7 separate regions of the Mus musculus genome follow, and all the other regions are linked to region 6. Evidence: chromatin contacts called from public ChIA-PET, Hi-C, HiChIP or PLAC-seq and promoter capture Hi-C data. All regions are on one chromosome and are shown on one strand. The core of a region is the stretch at or near the end of the contact, and the rest is flanking DNA. Distances in the headings are between cores, read along the strand shown.

Region 1 (2,700 bases), core at 1-2,500, 750 kb after region 6:
GTATTTTCTAATGTGAACCCGCATCTTGTTTTCAGGTAACAGTTCTGGGACACAAAACCCAACATCTTCACAAACTTTAAGAAAGTTATTAATTTAATACAATAATTTTAAATTTGCCCTAAATTGATTTAGAGCCTATGCAAATAATTTAGCATCTTTAATGCCTGAACCTGTTTCTCAGGACGATAACATGCACAAGTGCTTTCAGCTTGCTCACCCGGCTTGCATAAATTCAGGGAATGGCAAGCACATTGAGCTCAATGTGAAATTACAACCCAAGCAATGTAGGCATGGTTAATTATTGACAATCTTGACTTTCCGGATTCTCGGTTGTATTATAAAGCCGTAGACCTCAATCGTGAAAAGATCGCATTATTTCTTTCTTCCAACGTGAGCTATCAAATCTCCGGAGGGAACCTGGCTGAGTAGAGATGACCCTCACACCTGGCCCTAGATCCAAGTGACAGTGTTAAACATATCCTTTTCCCAAATTGTAAACGCCTTACCCATCCTACTGGAGACATAAGTCTTTAAACGAAGTAATTGTATAAGGACCATCCACGCCCTGTTGTTCCCCCCCCCCTTTTCTTCGTTTTTATCAGGAGCCTGACAGATCACTGACTCCAGATTAAAAAGAATGTCTTATCAGACTCCACAATCAAGGACACAGCTTGACAACGTTCGCATTCATCTTCAAGGCAACGTCTGGGCTCGCTCTTAATCGCCGGGCCATCACACCCGGAAATGAAACCGCCAGCGCAGCCCACTCTGCACAGTCTCATCCTAAGTTGTGCCCCTTGGCGCTCTGAGCGCACGACCGCAGGACACCGCTGCCCTCTCCGGCCCAGGGCCTGCAGGTCACTCGCGCTCCCCGACCACCAAGCGGGCCCCGTAGGGGCTCAGCGAGAGCGCGCTCCTCGGCCACCAGGAGGGCGGCGTAGGGACCGAGCTAGAGCGCGCTGCCCGCCGGGCCGCCGACACCGGCTTCGTGTGACAGAAGGGCGACACCAGGGCCAGGAGCCTCTGGGGACCGTCCTTAGCAGCGAGCACCGGTCACCGCAAGGACTCCCGATCGCCCGCAGCCCCGCATCCGGCCCCTGAGGGAGGTGCCCCGCCCCCCGCCGCCCGCGCTTTCCCTCCCTCCCTCCCTCCTTCCCGTCGTTCCCGGGCGAGGGGTCGCGCGCCCTCTCCAACCGCGCCACTCACCTGGCGGGCCTCAGGCTCGCTCCATAGCCGCCCGCGCGGTGCGGTGAGGCGCGGCCCCGGCCGCCCCCGCCGCCTCCGGGGAGGGGCAGCCCCACGCCGCACTCACCGCCCCGGGCCGCCGCCGCCACCACTGCGGCTCCCGCCCACCGCCGGCCCGGCCATTCCCCGGTCGCCGCTCCCCGCGGAGCCGGCCGCTCCACACCCACCCCCGCCTCCGCGCTGCCTGGCTGTTGGTACGGTCCTAGCGGAACGCCCTCCCTGCAGCCAATCCCAGTGCGCACCCGGCGCAGCTCCGCCCCCGTTGCGGGTAGGCGGGACTACCGGGCAGCTCCGGACCGCCCCCTTTAACCCTTTCACCCTCATTCCTGCAGCGCTGGGCTCCGCAGACACCGTCGGCGGATTTCTCCAAGCCTGTTTACATAAACTAGCTTCTGGCTTCTCTCTTACCTTCACAATTTCTTTCCTGCAGTCATCTAGGTGAAGTCCTATTCTGAAGAGATAATTTCTTCTTTCTTTCGCTCTGCCTTGACTTCTCCTTGGAGATTCTGCCCCAAAGTGCCCTTCCCTGACCAAAAGAGGCCAGACTTCCCACCTTGGAAATCGCTCCAGCTTTGGCCCAGAGCAGAGCTCCCCTACTGTACCTTTTCAGTAGCTCTTAACAAAATCCTGTTTATTTTATTATAATAGCTTTTTTTTTTTTAATGTTTGTGCCTTGCAATGGACTGTAAGCCCTAAGAGGGCAAATCCAGCGCGACTTGGTTTCCAGTGCCCTGCACTCACCCACTAGGCTCCTGAAGAGTCAATGAGCTGCTCCTCCCCTTAACGTGTGTCCACTCCACACACAGTAGCTACTGTATAATGCATACGTTTATTCACCATATAGACAGCTTCCATGTAGTCTGTTTGACCCTAAAATATTATGGTGTACGTTCTACATTGGATATGATTTGTGCGGGGGGGGGGGGAGTTTGGGGACTAAGCAGGAATTTCTTTCAAGAGGGAAAGAAACGATCTCTCTCTCTCTCCCTCTCTCTCTCCCTCCCTCCCACCCCCCACTGTATGCCACTGGGCATGTCATGTAGTGCCTCTGAGTATAAGGCTCCTTGGGAAATGGAAGTTAAACACAGTACCTACTTGACAGGATTGTGGTGAGATTTAAATAGTAAATGTGTGGAGAAAATACAATTATTGTGTGAAGTTAGTTTAATGTGTGTGTGTGTGTGTGTAGCACTTTCGATCAGGACACCCAGAGAAACTATTGGACTTGACACCCTACCCCAGAAGACTTAGTGAGGGAAAGCAGCTTTAATCACTGCTGGAAGCACTCATCACTGCAAGGCGTACAAAGGGCAGCGTAGACAGCCCTGTGTCAGCTTTTACTGGATAGAGTTGAAAAGGGTTGAGGCCATTATCCGACAATGGAAAGCACAATTCTTGGGAAAATTGGCTGGATGGTGATGAGAGTCTGCCTTATTTCTTAACAGGCACATGGGT
Region 2 (2,700 bases), core at 27-2,526, 810 kb before region 6:
TGCTCTTCCACTTACATGCCATTGTCAATGAACATTTTATCTCTGAATTTCAGTAGGTAGGTAGCCAAAGCCTGCAACTCTCCCGGCAGCTCCCCTTCCCGACACCTGCCACCCACCGCTCCTTCAGGAGTTCAGAGAAGCCTGGCGTCTTTGACTTTTGCTTCTCACTTCTCTTCTCCTCCCTTCCTCTATCATGTCCTCTTGCTGTCCTCTAAACAACAGCTTCCTTCAGGGGTCCCTGACGGCATTGGGGCCTCAGAGTTCACATAACATTCCTCCTACTCCACCCCTACACATCCTGGCTGTCCTAGAACTAGCTCATTAGACCAGACTGGCCTCAGACTCATAGAGATCCATCTGCCTCTGCCCCTTGAGTGCGGGTCTTAATGGTGTGTGCCACCACCACCTTACATCTTAAAGATGAGGAATTGAATGGGGGACTTCAGGTTCAAAGGGAATTTGTTTGATGCAAGCTCCAAGGAGACTAAAGAATTTGGCTAAGTCACGTAACCTCTCGGAGTCCAAGCTCATTCATAAAATGAAGATGATAAATAATAGGAATGTGACAGTGAGATAACTTAGAATCCTGTCCAATGCTCAGTCACTGCTCAGTGATTATCAATAATCAAAGGTCACAGTTCTCATCCAAGAAGTTACGCACAGTGTGTCTAATTGTGCCATATAAAATGCTCTGGATGTTCTGCAATCGTAGTTGAAAGGAAGTGATCCCGTCTGGCTCCTTCTTTGCTTTCAGAATGAAGTACAAATGTCCGGGATCTGTGGATCTGTGTGTCTGGGGTTGTGTGACCCTGTACAGGAAAGAATGAAGTCTCTAACAAATTAGAAACAGTAGGATCGTCCTCCAAAAGAGTATTGATTGAGGATGTTTATACAGCCTTTACACACTGCATGACCTAAGACCTTACCATAATCAGATCTTTTGAGAATCCTTTAGTGCAAGACGATGATTAGATGGGCATGTAAATCACAGGGAGTTAAAAGCAAGTATTAAAAGTAGAGAAAAGGTAAAAGGTCTATGCAAATCAGACACAGCAACAGCTTTCTTAAAATCCTCATTGCCTTCTCCAGGCAGCAGAAGACCGCCCCCACTATCCAGAGCCCCGCCTCTCGGGCCTAGTGACGCAAGCTAGGCTCCGCCCCTCTCCGGCGCAGGGCCTGGGCGATCTGGGTCACGTGAGCCTGAGTGCGGAAGTGAGGCTGCGGTACGCGTCCATGATTGGTAGTGGCGAAGGTTCTGGGGGCGGGGCCAGACGCCGGAGGTGCCGGGGGAGGAGGCTGCCGTGGGGGCCGGCTTGGAGTGGGATTCGACCCGCGGCGCTGACCGACTGCTGGACCGACGGCCGACGGGCACCCGGGTCTGCGCGCACTGCTGCTCCGGGTCGCCCCGGCCGAGGCGCTGGCCACGGTAGACCTCAGGGAGGGCTCGGGCTGCCGGGCCGGGCGCCATGTCCATGGAGGACCCCTTCTTTGTAGTGAAGGGGTGAGTGTGGGCCGAGGACTCCCGCCTCAGAGAGAGGGGAGGGAAATCGAGGCAGGGCGACACAGCCTCTGTGCTCGGACACCGCGCGTCGTTTGGGGCCGGGCCCCTGGGGTCCCACTATCGGCCCGCACCGCCACTTCCTCGGGGTCGCGCGCCGCAGGTGGGGAGCGACGCGCCGGAGCCGGCCGACAGCATCTGGGCAGGAAAAGGGAAATGGCCCTCTTGGAGTGGGCGTGCGCGGGGGCGAGCTCCATTGTGGAGTCGTGGAGCTAGCTCGGGACGGCCACCCCGCGGCTTGCCCGGTAGTGTCCAGCGGGTGCGGGAGCCGGTGCGGGAGGACGCGCGCTTTCCCGGGGGAGGAAAAGTCCTCCAGGCCGGGTGCTGATGTTGGAAGGAAAACAATATGCAATCAGCCAAACCAAACTTTCCGAGGGTTTCTTGTGAGCCACCGGGGTTTTCCCACCGTGTCGAAGGAAATGAGTGTTTCTATTGAACTCCTTGGTTTCATCCTGGGTGTTTGACAGGTTTCCCTCACTTCACGTTCTGCCTTTTTAGAAGCCTACTGCCCTCGTTTTGCGACAGAACTGTCCTGACTCCATCTTTGTTTATCTGTTGGGAGATGAAAACATCAATTGCACTTTGTTGTATCAACTTTGTAGCCATTACACAAAAGCAAGAAAGCGCAATTATGATGTCGCAACTTATTTCTAATAATGTGTCAGTTTTATGCTTTGAATGTCAGAGAAATGTCAAAAATCTGAGAACTGCGAAGTTAAGACAGAGTAAGTTCTACTGACTGCAAAGTGTTCTTTGCTTTTAACTAGTTGCTACTTGCATCTTACTTGTATAGTGGTAAAAGCTGACCAGTTGTGTGGGTGTTTGTTTTTGTATTTAAGAGTCCTGGGAAACTTAAAATGAGATACTTTACTATCCTTGGTGTGTACAGTCAATGCACAATCAAATATATTATGACTGCTTTTTTTTTTTTTTTTGGCTTTTTGAGACAGAGTTTCTCTGTGTAACTCCCTTGAACTCACTGAGATCTGCCTGCCTCTGCTTCCTGAGTGCTGGGATTAAAGGCCAGCTTGGCTAAGATTGTCTCTACGTTTCCTTAAAAGGGTTTTTCTTTTGCCTTGCTTTAATTTAGTCGGGGAATAGGAAGGTATATATTTAACAGTAAAATCTGCCTACCTGGAAAT
Region 3 (2,700 bases), core at 67-2,566, 870 kb before region 6:
GAGACTCGAGAGCCACGGCCCAGCCGGGCTGCCCCTTCTGGGGCGATGTGCTGCCCGGCAGCAACCAGTCTCCCCTACGCGCCCAGCGCCTACGGTCTCGGCTCGTCCTCGCGGCCGGGAGAGGCCCCGGCCGCACTTCGGGGACTCCCGCTGCTCAAGCTCCAGCCACTCGGGTCCCGGGGGCTCAGAAGGCCACGATGGCTGTGCTCCAGGGGCTCATGTCTCTCAGCACCGGCTTGTCGCAGCAGATCTGCCCCGGCTCGGCGGCTTCCGGGCCGCCCTCCTCCGCCTCCTCTTCCTCTCGGCCGCCTGCGGGGCTTTTCCGTAGGAGTCCCGAGAAGCTAGACCCGAAGATGCTGATGAGGTTTGCCACGTTCCCGGTCTCCATCTCCTCGTCGGTGTCGTCCTCGCCGGTGACTGGCTGCTCCTCCGAGTTCCGGCGCGGCTTCTTGAGAGGGGTAGAGCCGGGTGCCGAGCAGCTCGCGCGGCCGCCACCCACTCCCGCTGCGCCACGCTTCCTGGGACACGGGGCGGGTGGCGCGGGGGACCCGTCCTCGGAGGACCGCTCCTCCACGGCCGGGGGACAGCCGCACGGGCGGCGCACTGCCCGGGGCCCCTCGGGGCACGCGTCCGAGCCACCTCCTGAAGACGCCGCGCGCGGACGCTCCACGCGGCCCCAAGCAGCTGCCGCCGAGTCCTCCTCTCCGCCCCGGAGAGCTTCCCCCGATCCGGCCACCGCGGCCACCGGTTCTGAGCTTCCCGCTCCGGGCGTGTGGCACACGGAGGGACGCTGAGGCTGAGGCTGCGGCTGAGGCTCGGGCTCCGGCCAGGCGGCACGGGCGACCGGCGGGGGCGGCTCTCCCCAGCCGGAGGGTGGCCCGGCTACAGGCTCTCCAGGCTGCTGAGGCGGCGGCACCGCCGGGGTCCCCGCAGGGCCAGCCAGGTAGAGGCCAGGGCAGGGGTCACTCAGGTAGACTTGGCGGGCGCTGCGCAGCACCAACGACACCAAGAGGTTCTTGTGCAGCTTGATGCCGCCGCGCTGGACCCGCGAGTTGTAGATCTTGCCCAGGGAGATGCTGACGATGCGGTGAGCCTCCAGCTTGAACTCCATCCTGCCTTCGCTTCCAGACGATAGGGTGAACGCCTGCTTGCCTTCTGAAGCTGCGAGAGGAGCTGTAGGCGGGATCAGGTCTTCCTCTGTGGTTGTACCCTCGGCGTCTGAAAGCTCGGTGGAGAAAAGACCTGGTGACGCGTAGTCCCCCTCCGCCGCTTCCCTTCAGACAACAGAACCGTTCTGAGCCGGACTCTAAACTGAGCGCTGCGGGGCCACACTGCACCTTATATATGCTCCTCGAACGCCAATCACAAAGCGCCGCTAACCGTTCTGGGCGGGCAGATGTGCCTCGTGCTCCGCCCCCGACCAATCAGAGGCAGAGGAGGGGCCCCAGGGCCTGTTCAAACGTTAGTCCCGCGGAGCAAGCTCTTAAAGGGGGAGATTGCAGGCAGCCCATTGATCATGTGCGGTGGGATTTGTGTTCAGAGGCGTTGATAGAGGAGAACGAGGCCCACAGAACTGTATGTAGTAAGGGATTCCGCTTTGTGATGTACCTTAGCACACTGACTGGAACTTTCATTCGTTTAGTGTGCTGGAATCTACTGCACAATAAAATTCAGTTCCTTTCATACACAATTTCCAGCTGCTCATAGCTGTTTCAGCTGTAATTTCTGGTCATTCTTGGCAGAAATGGAAGCGATGACAATATATGACAACTAGCACGATATATTTGAGATATTATGTTGGAGTTAGCCCCTTTCCCATTAGCGTTATACTCAGCATTTAACTACAAACAAAAGGGAACGTTCTAGAAATACCCAAGCTTCTGCCTTATGAAGGAACAGAATTCAGGTACAACGTTGTTTGTTCTCACCTAAAGCTGGCATCTTTCATTTCGTTCCCCAGATTCTCAGTTATCACATATTTTAAATGGAAGATGTTACCTATTTCTCCACAATGGTTTTCTTTGTTTGTCTGTTTGTTTAATACCCCCCCCCCACACACACACACAATAAGTAACTGATCTATTTTGGGGGAAATCTAGTAAGTTCTAAAAATACAAATAAGTTCTGGTTTCCCATGTTGATTATGTAAATTGTTTTTTGTCAAGTATGGGGGGAGGGTTCCTAAAATTTTTCTGGTCAGTCAATGTAGTCCCATCCACTGAGTCTTGCAAATCCCTGTCAGAAGGACCATGACAAGATTGTACTGGTGCCTGATGGCTCTGTAAATTGCCTTATGGCCCTGAAGTTTCAAATATAAAATGAAGAAATCACAGATACACCTTCTTTATTACACAGAAGATAAATGGCAACTCTCAGAGTCAATCTAAATAATAAAGTTAACCACAGCTTACACGGTGTCTATGTGAAAGGTTTGCCTGACCCTACAATAGGTTTGGCCATTTACATGGAAGAAATACTAGTGAGAGGTAGGCTTGATTAAGAGCCAGTTCACAACCAGGATGCCTTCAGATCTGATGGTTTGGGGGATGCTAACTTTGGCCACTATTACTGCTACAACTGAAGCCCAGAGTCCCTCCCTTCTAGGAATTCTCAGCCCACATAGAGAAGGAGAGAAAATAATTATAACATGTAGCAACAGCAACATATGTTCAGTAATAGCATGAGGTTCTTCTCCGTTTT
Region 4 (2,700 bases), core at 109-2,608, 950 kb before region 6:
GAGAGAGGCAGCGCCCTAAAGCTCACTGCTAGTTGTCCCAGCTGAATCAGTGAGCTCTAGGTTCAGTGAAAGAGCCTGTCTCAAAAGAAGGTAGAAAGCCATGTAGCAAGACACGTGACATCATCTGTTCTACCCACAAATACATACACACATACACACTATACACACTCTCACACATACACATACTTATGCACACACATATACACACTCACACACATATACACATTCACAAACACACACATACACATGCATACACACTGGCGCATACATTTACACATACACACACACACACACTGTGGGAAGGATAATATGCCAAGTAGTGATAGATGTTATGAAAAAAATATAGGGCTGGAGACATGGGTCAGCGATTAAGAGCACTGACTGACTTCCAGAGGTCCTCAGTTCAATTCTCAGCAACCACATGGCAGCTTACAACCATTTGTAATGAGATCTGATGCCCTCTTCTGGTGTGTCTGAAAACAGCAATAGTATACTCACATACATAAAATAAATAAGTCTTTTTTAAAAAAAGAAAAAATATTCAGGATCCTTAGAGATATAAAGGAATAGCTAATAATTATTGATTTTTTAAAAAGATGTAAGTTATGAAACCGTGCACAGCCTAAATAAAACAAAAAGTTATTTAAAAGGAAAAGTACAAAGGAAAGGTCATTACAAGTGTGAACTGCTTCTGTGTATTTCCTCCCTGCCAGACAGCTGTGGGCACCTGGACTGGACCCTCGTTCCTGTTCCCTGAATGAAACGAAATGAGAATGTGTGCATTAAAATACATAAATCGAGTAGCATTATGTAAACCCCAGCGAATTGTGGGGAACAAAGAACACTAATGAGTGGCAGTGATGAAGAAATCACCCAGAGCAAAGAAAAGCAGTTCAATATCAAAGCACAGACTTGCTAAGCCAGGGAGGCGCCGCCCACGGAGGCGGAGCCAGAAGTACTGAGGATGCATCTGTATGACTTGATCATCCATCTGAGGTGACAGGCAGTGTGGTGGGCGTGCACAACTGCAAGACCTGCAGGCAGGTCTCCAGAGATCAGCCAAGAAGAGCAGCCACCCACTCCTCCCACTTCCTCCCTCTCAGGTAGCCTGTGCGGCCAATGAGACTCGTGTACACACACACACACACACACACACACACACACACACACACACACACACACACACACACACTACAAGTATAGAGGAAAGACATCCGTACTCTCTCCCTGATTCCATGGACCCCTTTGGAAGATTATTAACTCTAAGTGAGGTCATGAGGAGACTGGAGTCTGGAAGGATTAACCTTCCGAAGAGAAACCAGAGTTTCCTCTGTCTTTTGAAGATACGAGCAGAAAGCTGCTGTCTGCAAGCCAGGAAATGAGCAAGCCCTCATTAGAACCAGACCGTGCTGGTACCCTGAACACAACCTCCAACCTGGGGAGAGAAAATCTGGAGTAGGTGGCTAAAGTCACTCAGCTTTCCCGTATGCTAGCTTAACAGTCCGAGCTACACACTCGAACCATAGCCTGAATCTGTTCTAGAGATAAGAACAGGTGTGTGTGTGGAATTGTCCCAACCCTAGAGAACAGGGACAAGGGTCCAGTCCAGGTGTCCACAGCTGTCTGACAAGGAGGAAGTAGACAATTTTGTAACTAAGAAGCTGTTCACATCGGTAATGACCTTTCCCCCTGCTAAGCCCTTCCCTGAAGCCTGGACTGGCCTTGCCACATTTTCAGGACATCAGGAACACCTGCTCCATTGTTAATAGCACCATTTACGGGAACATGGACTTGGACTTGAGATTGCCAAGCTTGGCTGTACCCTGCAATCTTCCAGGGTGCTTTCAAATACGCTCTCCCCCTCAGACTCTGTTCAATTGGTCTTGGTTGTTGCCTGGGCACGAGGGTTATTTATAACTCCCTAGGTGGTGCTCCTTTTAATCACAGTTGGGAAATACTGGCCTAGAAGTTGGTAAGACAAAGAAAACCTTTTTCACTGCCCAATGGGCTTGGGATCTTGGACAGGGACTCAAAGGCCCAATAGACAACCAGGGACATACCTTGGTGAACCTCAGAAGCCGCTACTGGGACAGCTGTGGGACTACTTCCTCTTTCCCTGGAGGAAAAACATAGCTCTCTCTACAATCAGGAAACAGGAAGCACGGGGTGCCTGTCAGCAGAACCAGCAATCCCCCTGCATGGAAACTTGGGCTTCCCCTGCCACTGACAACTGGAAAGACCAGCAGCTGGTCTTCCCGGCTCACCTGCATGTGGGAATGACCTAGAGAAAGCCTGCTCTTAGACCCTACTCCCTCGGACTTAGAAAGCCCTCCCCCCACGGCTGGTCCCTCCTGCCCCTCCTTCTCAGCCCCCTAACGCCTAACTCTTCCTGCCCACCCACACCTAGCCGCATCTTTACTGGATGCCCCCACGTTTCGGCCAGAGTTCCTGCAGTTCCCCACAAGCCACCTTTGCCCCTCGGCCTTCCTGATCCCCGGCAGGCAGTTCGGTGTCCCAGCTACGGAGGCTTGCTCCGCTCCGGCTGCTATGAATGCTAACACCTGAGTCTGCGCCCCCTCGCCACAGGAAGATAGAATTGTCTCCCTGTGCCGCCATGTGTTGGCTGAATCATCTTCCTGTGTTCGTGACTCCCAGTGGCTCGTTATGTAAAGCCCAGCCTCCTCAGCAGAAGCTTCGGGG
Region 5 (2,700 bases), core at 149-2,648, 700 kb after region 6:
CCCCCTCTCTCCACGTGCTCAAGGCCGGCCTCTCCGTCTCTGTCTCTCTCTCCTTCCTCTGCCTCTACTACCCTCTTAACTCCCCTTTCTTCCCCTGCTGGCCCTTCAGCGGGAAGGGATGCCTTGGCATGGGCCCACTGAGGCACCCCCTTTCCATACCTCCCCACAACCCCATAGAACATATCTTAAACTTCTTAATCTTTTTATAAACAAATCACTAAGTATCTCCATACTCTAAAAAACAAACAAACAAAACAAACAACAAAAACCCAGGAGGGCTGAGGGATGAAGTACTTGCCTGGCTCTCCTGAGGACTAGTATTTTGAAAACAGCCACATAGCAAGTATTTGGGCACTTTTCCTAGTTGGTATAATGTAACATCCGCTAAGGGCACTATCAGTGCTGCTGTTTTGTCGTCCCTATTGTTGGAGAGTGTCCTTTCTGGAAATCGTGGAGTTCAAAGTCTTGTCAGAGAGGTCCTCAAATAATTGCAGACCCGTGAGGGGTAGGTTTCTCACCAGTCGCTTCTCCATACTCACCAACCCCCTCCCCCAGATACCTGAACCCTGAAAATCACGTCAGCTCCAACCTGTCAAGTTGTTGGAGATCCTGCAATCGCCGCCGCCGCTGCAGCAGTCCTGAAAGCGACAGAGCCATGCAGTGAGCACATCCAGCGACCGCCGGCCCCACAGAGGAAGGCTCCAGCCTGGAAAGGAAATGCTATGAGATGGCAAGATAGGGACAAGAGAGACAGTCCTGAGGTTTCTCAGTGTGACAGCGCCCAAACCAGAGTTCAGGTCCCAACTCACAGCCAGGTTCCCTCGTACGCCCCAGCGCTTCCTCTCTAAGCCTTAGAAGTGAAAGTATCTGGGGTTGGGACAATCACCAAGTATGTCTACAAACGGCTTTCCTTAAACCATCATCAATAAAGCGAGCAAGAATGGGGAGGCTTGAGTGTCTAGAGAAATCAGGGCAGGTGAGGGGCGGCAGAGCAGCCAGACCTTTAGTTGTCCCTAGGGGCTGCACCTAGAGTCGTGCGGAGGTGGGGTGCAGTGACCAGGCCCCTGATGCAGGCCTGCAGTACGCAGTGCTTAAGAGTGAGACTGGCAGGTGAGCGAGGGGTCGGCGGCGGGGACCGCTCTTACCCAGAGGCGGCACGGGGGTCTCCTGGTCTTCACAGTGATCGGGCCACAAGGTGCAGCTGAAAAGCTCCCAGTACCGTTTGGAGAGGGCACCGGCCTTCCTCAGCTGCTCCTTCAGGCCTTTGACGCTCGGCCAAGGGGTGGGCTCGTCGGCCTCCTGGCCCTGCGCTCCCGGGGGGCGCAGCGGCAGGAGCAGCAGCAACCAGAGAGCGCCAAGAAACATGACCGGAGCGAGCGCTTCCGCCTCCAAGAGTCCCGGGACCCAGGACTCATCGACACCCACCAGCCGGCGCGGCCCAGGATTGGCGTCGCCGTGGTGACCGCTCCGCCCTCGCAGAGGCTGACTGAGCAACCCATCCTAATGGAACCAAGTTTCGATTCAGACCAGAGACCCATCCGAAATGAAACTCAAACTGGTGTCCCGGACTGCAGGAATCCTGAGCCCCTGTCTGCCCCTCGGGATGCAGGCTATTCTGGGGCATGCCTGTGGCCTCAAGTGGCCACGAAATGGCCACTGCCAGCCATTCAGCTGCGCCTCCCACATAAGAACCCCTTTTGGTGCCCTGCCCTCGTAGGTCAGCTTTCTGCCAACAGGAGGGTGATGAAACCGTCTGAGCAGGGAGCGTTTTTTTGTTGTCAGGGGAGTCAGCTGGGTGCAGAAGCAGTCCGAAGAGTGTGAGCAGTGGAGAGCTGGGTGGCCTGGTCCTCTAAAGAGGAAAATGAAACAGTAGAGAGCAGTGAGCAGCAGCAGGCTTTCATGGATGCCAGTCTAGCAGAAGCAAGAAGTAGGGTAGGATGGTATTTGAGTTCGGGAAAACCCCGGGTTAAGAGGAAATTGTATCATGTGAGAATTACAGATGTTAGGCTAAGTACTTGCCCACGCATAGCTAGGTTTTAAAACCTGATCAGATGCACCAGGAGGCAGAGGCAGAGGCAGGCACAGCTCTCTGAGTTCAAAGCTAGCCTTGTCTACATACTGAGTGCCAAGCCAGCTACAGTTACATAGTGAGACCCTGTCAATATTTAGAAAACACCAAAAACTCAGGCTTGGTTCCCAGCTTGGCATCAGGAGGAAGGTGGTGGAAATTAGAAGTGAGCCCTAGTGGAGGTCTTTGGGTTACTGGGGTGGGGGCATGTTCTTGAAAGAGAATTGTGGGTGAGCAGTTTTGTTCTACCAATTGCTCCCGCCACGATGCACTCTGCCCACCTTTCCCAGAGGTCTGTAAGTAGTGAACTTGACCTTCAAGGTTATGAACCAAATAAACTGTTTCTTTGATAACTCTCGGGTGCTTGCCAAGGTGGCAGGAAACTGACCCACTTCTTTACACTTAGTTGTAAATAAATAAATAAAATAAATAAATAAAATTTGTAAATAAGTAAAATAAATATCTGAGCATGCATGACAGTCTAACATACTATGGGTTTTTGTTATTGTTTGGATTTTTTGTTTGCCTGTTTTGTTTTCGAGACAAGGTTTCTCTGTGTAGCCCTGGCTGTCCTAGAACTCACTTGGTAGACCAGTTCACTTTGAACTGATTGCTATGTTGGGTGAGAGACA
Region 6 (2,700 bases), core at 37-2,536:
ACTGTCCATTTAAATCTTTAAAATACAAGCGAAGGGAGCAGGTTAACATGGCAACACTAACGACTTCTCCAATTTCAAAACAAGAAACACCAGCAAAACAATTAAGTAGAGTACATGGATACCGACCACTATTCCTAAGGGCCTATTTTTTCCCCCCAAATGAAACATTTGTTACAACATCAAAAAATCCATTTAAAAAAAAATCTATACCTATTTGCAAGTTCCGAACTTGAAAACTAAAACCCTGGCAAATTTCTGCCTGTATCTGTGACATTAACTAAATATGATTTAGCATATTAGTCTGAATTTAAAAGAGGGGGGAGGGGAGGGAAAGTGACAACTTCCAACGTGTAAGGCTTGTTAAATGTCACCCCCTCTCCACCCAATCATGTGTGAATAAGCCGGTGGACTCCATTCAACAACTGCTGCTGGACTGGAGGTGATCAAAGTTTTCCCCATACTGCACTTTGAGAATATTACACCCAGGAAAAGGAACAGAAACTGTTCCTGACACTGGAGCTAGTGCCCCGGAATTTCCCAAAATATGCTCGATCTCCAAACGAAGAAGGGACACTTCGGAGACCAAAGGTGAGAGGTGGCTTAACTCTATGCAGACAAGAGGAGGGGCGAGGGTGCTGAGGGCGACACTGGCAGGTAAGCAAAGAAATCTTGTCTTCCGTGGGCACCAGTAGGTCCGGGAGCCCAGGTCTCAGGATGACCCTCCAGGAAAAGTCTCGGGACCCAAGGAGGGTCCCCGGGGGGGACGTCAGGCAGTGCCAGGGGGGCCCCGCCCCGCCTCTCTGGCCACCTCGGGGACCTGGGACCGCGGACAGAGACATCCGAGGCGGAGCAGGCTCCGCCAGGTCTCCCCGCAGCTCACCTGAGAGTGTCGCCTCCGCCCTCGGCTCCCACGGTGCATCCCGCGGGGCCTGGCGGAGGGTGCAGTGACGCCGCCCCGACCGGCCCCAGGGCTGCCCGGCCTGGCCTCCCCGCTCCGGGGACGCACCGGGTGCCCGCCTCGCCCCGGCTCCCGGGATCCGCCGGGCGGCAGGCAAGGAAGGAGAGGCGCAGAGGCGGCCTTCCTCTGCCCCGCCGCGAGCCCCCTCCCGAGCTGCGGCTCTCCGCAGTCCTCTCAGGCGCAGGTCCGGCCCCGCTCCCCCGCCCCGGGAGTCACTTCGGCAGCGGCGGCCCAGTCGCCATTACAGCTCAACAACTGACACGGAGGAGGAGCGGCGCCGGCGGCAGTGGCGGTGGCGGCGGCGCGAGGCAGGGCGGGAGCAGTCAGGGAGGGAGAGGGCGGGGGGGGGGGGAGAGAGACTCGCCAAACCTCGCGAGAACTGTCCGGAGACGGTTCCGCAGGAATGCAACCCTGGGTGAAGGCCAGCCATGTTGAGTGTGGCCGACGGAGGAGCGCGATCGGACCCGAGGCTAGAGGATGCGGGGAAGCCATCTTTGGTGTGGCGCTTTGGGAGCTCGGCGGGACTCGGGAGGAGCCAGAGTCTATCCGCAGAGGAGACCACCCCCTTCCCTTTGACGCTAATTGGGCCTTCTGGCTGAGCGGGTCACCCCCGAGCCAAAACACGCTGAGGACTTGACAAGGGTGACCCAGGGATCCGGGACCCGGCAGACGATTCAGAAGGAATCGTCACTCTAGGCGGATCGGAGTAACCGCAGCTTTGCGGCTGCTCGCTGCTGTCACTGCGGCCCTCTCATTGGCCAGGGGTTTACAGTTCTGTTCAGCACGCACACTGATGGCTTAAGCTCTTTCCAAAACAAGCAAAAACTACGTTTCCTTTCCCTTCGGTGTTGTGGTTTGAGAAGCCCTCTGGGGTCAACATATTTTCTCTTAGCTTTGTCTTTGTCACCAGCCTCCGCTTGGTGAATTTTATCGTCTGTCAAGACTGTAAAGGACAGCTTTTCTGCGAATAATGCCTGACACCTTCCGCTAGGTGCTCACTGCAGCTAAGCTCTCCACCTTCTGGGCTCCGATAGTTACTTTGCCTCGAAATTATTTCTCATCTAAAGTACCATGGGTGTCTTAAAGTCTCCTTTTTCTATGTATACCCAGTAGGGCCTGGCACAGTAACTACAACACTGTAGATGTTCAATAAATGTTCGCTACCTTGACCATATCAATAAAAGCAGACGACAATAACTGATCCTCCCCATAAGACAGCCGCGCCTCAGCAGGAACTACGTGAATGTACAAAAGTCCTGCACATATGTCAATGTATACACCCTCCCTGAGAACAGCACTTCAGCAAAGAATGAGAGTTGTGGAGATCCCGAGTACGCAAGCAGTAGCAAGAAAAAGATTTGAAAGGTGGAACTGCGGCAGGGAAATGGATTAGCAGGTAAAGGGAATTGCCACCACGCCTGGCGATCTTAGTTTGATCCCCGGACCCAGAATGGTGGACCAAGAGAGCAGATTCCTCTAAGGTGTCCTCTGATCTGCATTGCGTGCAGGTGCATGAGAAGACATGTATGATTACATACATACATACATACATACATGTAATAAAAAGAAAAGTGAAATTTACCTTTTCTCCAGCCTAGTTATTTTAAAGAACGTATCCAATCCCCTTATTGAGTTATGATTACTTTTTAATAGTGGGTTCTGAAACACTATCTGCCCAATATTATAGCACCAATCAATGGGAAATAATCTCCTTTACTCTAAAGCTAACATAGTTTCCCACC
Region 7 (2,700 bases), core at 51-2,550, 970 kb after region 6:
ACATTTTTGAAGCTTCATGACTACACACATTCAGTAGAGGTTATTATTATTAAAATAATACTGTTTGGTTACAAATCCCACTCCTGCAGTAACAGTATTACACTTACTACATTTATGATGCTACAGCCCGAACAATCATATCTGGGTGGGACAGGCTTTTACAGTTTGCAAGTTAACGAACTGTGGCACTGCGGTACTCTCTCATGCAAGGAATGAAAAGTTCCACAAAATTCGAATGGTCATCTTCAAAGACACACGACCTCGAGTACACCGGATGGTAAACATTACATAAACAACGCCAAAGTCAACTCATAAACAAACACCAACACCGAAACAAAGCTCTATAGCTACTTCAGCGTACTAAGACGGGGTGTGGGGGTGGGGAGGGGATGCAGAGCACCTACGAGGAAAGGCTCAATTAACTGCCGCCCGTGCTTTCATCCTCCGATCTTAAACAAAAGACGCTGGATGCTTTCGGTGGAGAGCGCTTTCTGCAGAGGGATTTGGGGTTGCAAACGCCCCTCCTCCACGGCCACCAACAGGCCCCTTTCTTCCTCCTCCCTCACCCCTCCCAGCTCAAACAAATTAACATTCGCACTAAGGTACCTCCTATCAGCTCGCAGCTTCTTCCCAAACACGCCCACGCACCCTGAAACCCGCCTGCGTCTACACCGCACACGGCGGCAGGAAAAGCGCTTCGAGGGGGGCGGGGAGCCGCGGCGGCAGCGCACAGGTCCGGGCTCCCTTCCAGGTCAGCTCCCCATCGCCTCCCCGAGCCCGGTGTTTACGAGCCCGCCTAAGCCCACACAGCAAAGGAATCCCAGGCGCTGCGGGCAGCTAGCGCGGCGGTGCGGGACCCCCCTCCGTGTCCGCACGCGGCCTCCGCCGCCGCGGCGCCGCTCACCCCGCGCTCCGCGGGCGGTTCGGCCCCGCAACAGGTCACCCGCCTCGGCTCGGTGACGGGGGTGCAGGCGCCCCGGCCGAGAGGGGGTGTGGCTGGCGCGGCGGGGCCCGGCCCCGGCTCACCTGAGAGGCTGAGGCGACGCCGGGGCCTCCGCCACCGCGGGACCGCGAGCGACCCGCAGCCCGCCCTCCCGCGCCGCGCACCGCGGCCGCCGCCGCCATTGCCCGCGCCTCCCCACACGCCCGCACGCCACGCCGACCTGTGCAGCCGCGGCCGTCGCCTCCGCTTCGCCCGCGGCTCCGAGGCAATCGCTCGCCCAACCGAGCAGTCGGCGTCTCTCATTCAGCGCCTGCCGCCGGCGCTCGGGGGAGGGGAGTGCGCTGGATCCACCCCGGCCGCGCAGGGGGCGCGCGCCGGGCGGGCGGGGCGGAGCGGCGCGCGCACCAACCGAGCGCGCTCGCGCGGCCGGGAACGCCGGGTCGCCGGGGTCTCGGCGCAGTCTGCGGGCGCCGGGCTATGCCCCCCGAGGCCAACTGCCGCCCCGTACCGGTGTCCGAGGCGCGTGCCCCAGCCGCAGGCGCAGCACCGGCCGCAAGGACGAGCCGCAGGGTTCAGGACGGACAGGTGGGGCCCCGCGGCTGCTCCCCGCACGGGTCTCGTTGGCGCCTGGGACGCGGGCGTTGCTCCCCGCTCGGGCCAGAGGACAAAAGTCTGGAAACGCTTGGCCCCCAGATCAAATACCCAGCCCGTGAGGGCGGCGTCCTTAGGAGTCGTGGCGGACAAGTGGAGGGGGACTGCAAATGTGAAGAGTCACCCCACAGCCGTGGGATCTTAAATGATGGAGTCTGCACTCTAGCACATCATCATGCCGGAAGTGTTGGGTCGGCCTCTAGGTGTTAAGCAGGGTGGCTGCCGGTGGTTTAAGGAGCAAATAACAATATTTGGGATCCCCTAGTCCCGGATTGATGAGTTTCAGGTGGACTGTATTTTCACGCCATTGCGGGAACGTGATTCTAAAAGGTGAAATTTTTCCTGTGAATGAAAGGGAATAGAAGGGTGTTGTTTCTTGGGGTGCACCTAGGTGGCCTACTTAAACTTAGCACCATTTGATGCAGTGTGACTTAGTGGAAGGTTTTCAGTGAGCCACCTTGGTGTAATCATTAGGTCATTCGGGAATAGATGCGATCCTTTTCTAGGCAATGTGCAGTGGAGGGTGGAGGGACAGTTCTATAGCAGCACTGAGTGTAGATTGTGAAGGGACCAAATTCGTTTTGATTTCCTTTTTCCCTATAATAACTAATCAAAACAGTGGATTCTTTTATGCAGAAGAAAGTTAAACACTGTCCCTTTTGACCACTGTTCCCTTCTGTGGAGAAGGTAGAAGAACGCTCCTTCATCCCCTTGGTTAAAACATGCCCATGCAAAAGTAGGTGGAAGATAAAAACGAAGCAAGGAAAAGCGATAAAGCCCAGTGCTGGTTTTTTATTCCGTTTTAAGTTGGAAGTCTCTCCAATAGATGCACAGAAACCAAAAAGAAGAAAAGCCTGTCAGAAATCTTCAACTGAGCGTAGACTAATGAAAAGGGGGCGGGGCTAAGGAACACTAGTGACCAAAAGGCTCCAGGAGAATTACTTAGATGCAGTTTTCACTTCGATGCTGTTTGCTTCAAGTCCCAAAGAAACAACAGACAAACTGAAGTAACAGTTGGGAGGGGGAACCCTTTGAGTCACTGAGTAAATGATTGATCTTTCTTTCCCCAAGTTAGTAAGAGATTAAGGGAAAGGTGGATGGCTATG

The links. Hi-C and Micro-C count contacts between places; a contact is called where the count stands out from the background. ChIA-PET counts read pairs in DNA pulled down with a chosen protein or histone mark. HiChIP or PLAC-seq counts read pairs in DNA pulled down with a chosen protein or histone mark. Capture Hi-C pulls out chosen DNA fragments and counts their contacts.
Region 1: a contact with region 6 is called in a promoter capture Hi-C map of liver. The contact joins the promoter of Fam20b here to the promoter of Cep350 in region 6. A contact is called at or near these places in 1 of 39 promoter capture datasets (liver), 1 of 484 Hi-C or Micro-C datasets (embryonic stem cells), 1 of 115 datasets of contacts at active chromatin or transcription factors (memory CD8 T cells) and 2 of 9 other capture datasets (adipose tissue and liver).
Region 2: a contact with region 6 is called in a Hi-C map of regulatory T cells, with 9 times the contacts expected there. The contact joins the promoter of Stx6 here to the promoter of Cep350 in region 6. A contact is called at or near these places in 3 of 484 Hi-C or Micro-C datasets (hematopoietic stem and progenitor cells, regulatory T cells and uterus) and 1 of 115 datasets of contacts at active chromatin or transcription factors (embryonic limb bud).
Region 3: an RNA polymerase II ChIA-PET map of memory CD8 T cells shows a contact between it and region 6, with 41 read pairs. The contact joins the promoter of Ier5 here to the promoter of Cep350 in region 6. A contact is called at or near these places in 2 of 484 Hi-C or Micro-C datasets (CD4 T cells and CD8 T cells) and 4 of 115 datasets of contacts at active chromatin or transcription factors (the SCID.adh cell line, memory CD8 T cells, pancreatic cancer cells and 1 more).
Region 4: a contact with region 6 is called in a Hi-C map of CD8 T cells, with 2.5 times the contacts expected there. The contact joins the enhancer-like site here to the promoter of Cep350 in region 6. A contact is called at or near these places in 1 of 39 promoter capture datasets (the C10 cell line), 3 of 484 Hi-C or Micro-C datasets (CD4 T cells and CD8 T cells) and 1 of 115 datasets of contacts at active chromatin or transcription factors (regulatory T cell precursor).
Region 5: an H3K4me3 HiChIP or PLAC-seq map of bone marrow-derived macrophages shows a contact between it and region 6, with 7 times the contacts expected there. The contact joins the promoter of Tor3a here to the promoter of Cep350 in region 6. A contact is called at or near these places in 2 of 39 promoter capture datasets (liver and neutrophils), 3 of 484 Hi-C or Micro-C datasets (CD4 T cells, CD8 T cells and LSK cells), 8 of 115 datasets of contacts at active chromatin or transcription factors (bone marrow-derived macrophages, double positive thymocytes, embryonic stem cells and 5 more) and 2 of 9 other capture datasets (adipose tissue and liver).
Region 7: an H3K27ac HiChIP or PLAC-seq map of regulatory T cells shows a contact between it and region 6, with 5 times the contacts expected there. The contact joins the promoter of Ralgps2 here to the promoter of Cep350 in region 6. A contact is called at or near these places in 2 of 484 Hi-C or Micro-C datasets (CD4 T cells and CD8 T cells) and 1 of 115 datasets of contacts at active chromatin or transcription factors (regulatory T cells).

Annotation. Positions count from the first base shown.
Region 1 is chr1:156,717,660-156,720,359 of GRCm38.p6, forward strand. It overlaps Fam20b (family with sequence similarity 20, member B), which reads right to left and starts at 1,251. Exons shown (of 8, transcript NM_145413.4): 1 at 1,207-1,251.
Region 2 is chr1:155,157,427-155,160,126 of GRCm38.p6, forward strand. Stx6 (syntaxin 6) reads left to right here and starts at 1,277. Exons shown (of 8, transcript NM_021433.3): 1 at 1,277-1,501. The coding sequence starts at 1,467.
Region 3 is chr1:155,098,320-155,101,019 of GRCm38.p6, forward strand. It overlaps Ier5 (immediate early response 5), which reads right to left and starts at 1,317. Exons shown (of 1, transcript NM_010500.2): 1 at 1-1,317. The coding sequence starts at 1,111. The coding sequence ends at 185.
Region 4 is chr1:155,026,758-155,029,457 of GRCm38.p6, forward strand. It overlaps Gm41980 (a long non-coding RNA gene), which reads right to left. Exons shown (of 6, transcript XR_001779499.2): 4 at 2,061-2,116; 5 at 1-75. Among named protein-coding and RNA genes, the nearest start is that of Gm41977, 7.0 kb to the left of the region's middle. Within about 2 kb of position 1,359, at least 140 of the 459 cell types and tissues checked have an H3K27ac peak or open chromatin away from gene starts, as enhancers often do. A contact at or near this core is called in CD8 T cells and regulatory T cell precursor, where this site is marked.
Region 5 is chr1:156,672,941-156,675,640 of GRCm38.p6, forward strand. Tor3a (torsin family 3, member A) reads right to left here and starts at 1,399. Exons shown (of 6, transcript NM_023141.2): 1 at 1,146-1,399; 2 at 590-706. The coding sequence starts at 1,365.
Region 6 is chr1:155,971,969-155,974,668 of GRCm38.p6, forward strand. It overlaps Cep350 (centrosomal protein 350), which reads right to left and starts at 1,287. Exons shown (of 38, transcript NM_001039184.1): 1 at 881-1,287.
Region 7 is chr1:156,938,326-156,941,025 of GRCm38.p6, forward strand. Ralgps2 (Ral GEF with PH domain and SH3 binding motif 2) reads right to left here and starts at 1,301. Exons shown (of 19, transcript NM_001159967.1): 1 at 1,164-1,301. 4930439D14Rik (a long non-coding RNA gene) reads left to right here and starts at 469. Exons shown (of 2, transcript XR_003948625.1): 1 at 469-733; 2 at 802-1,870.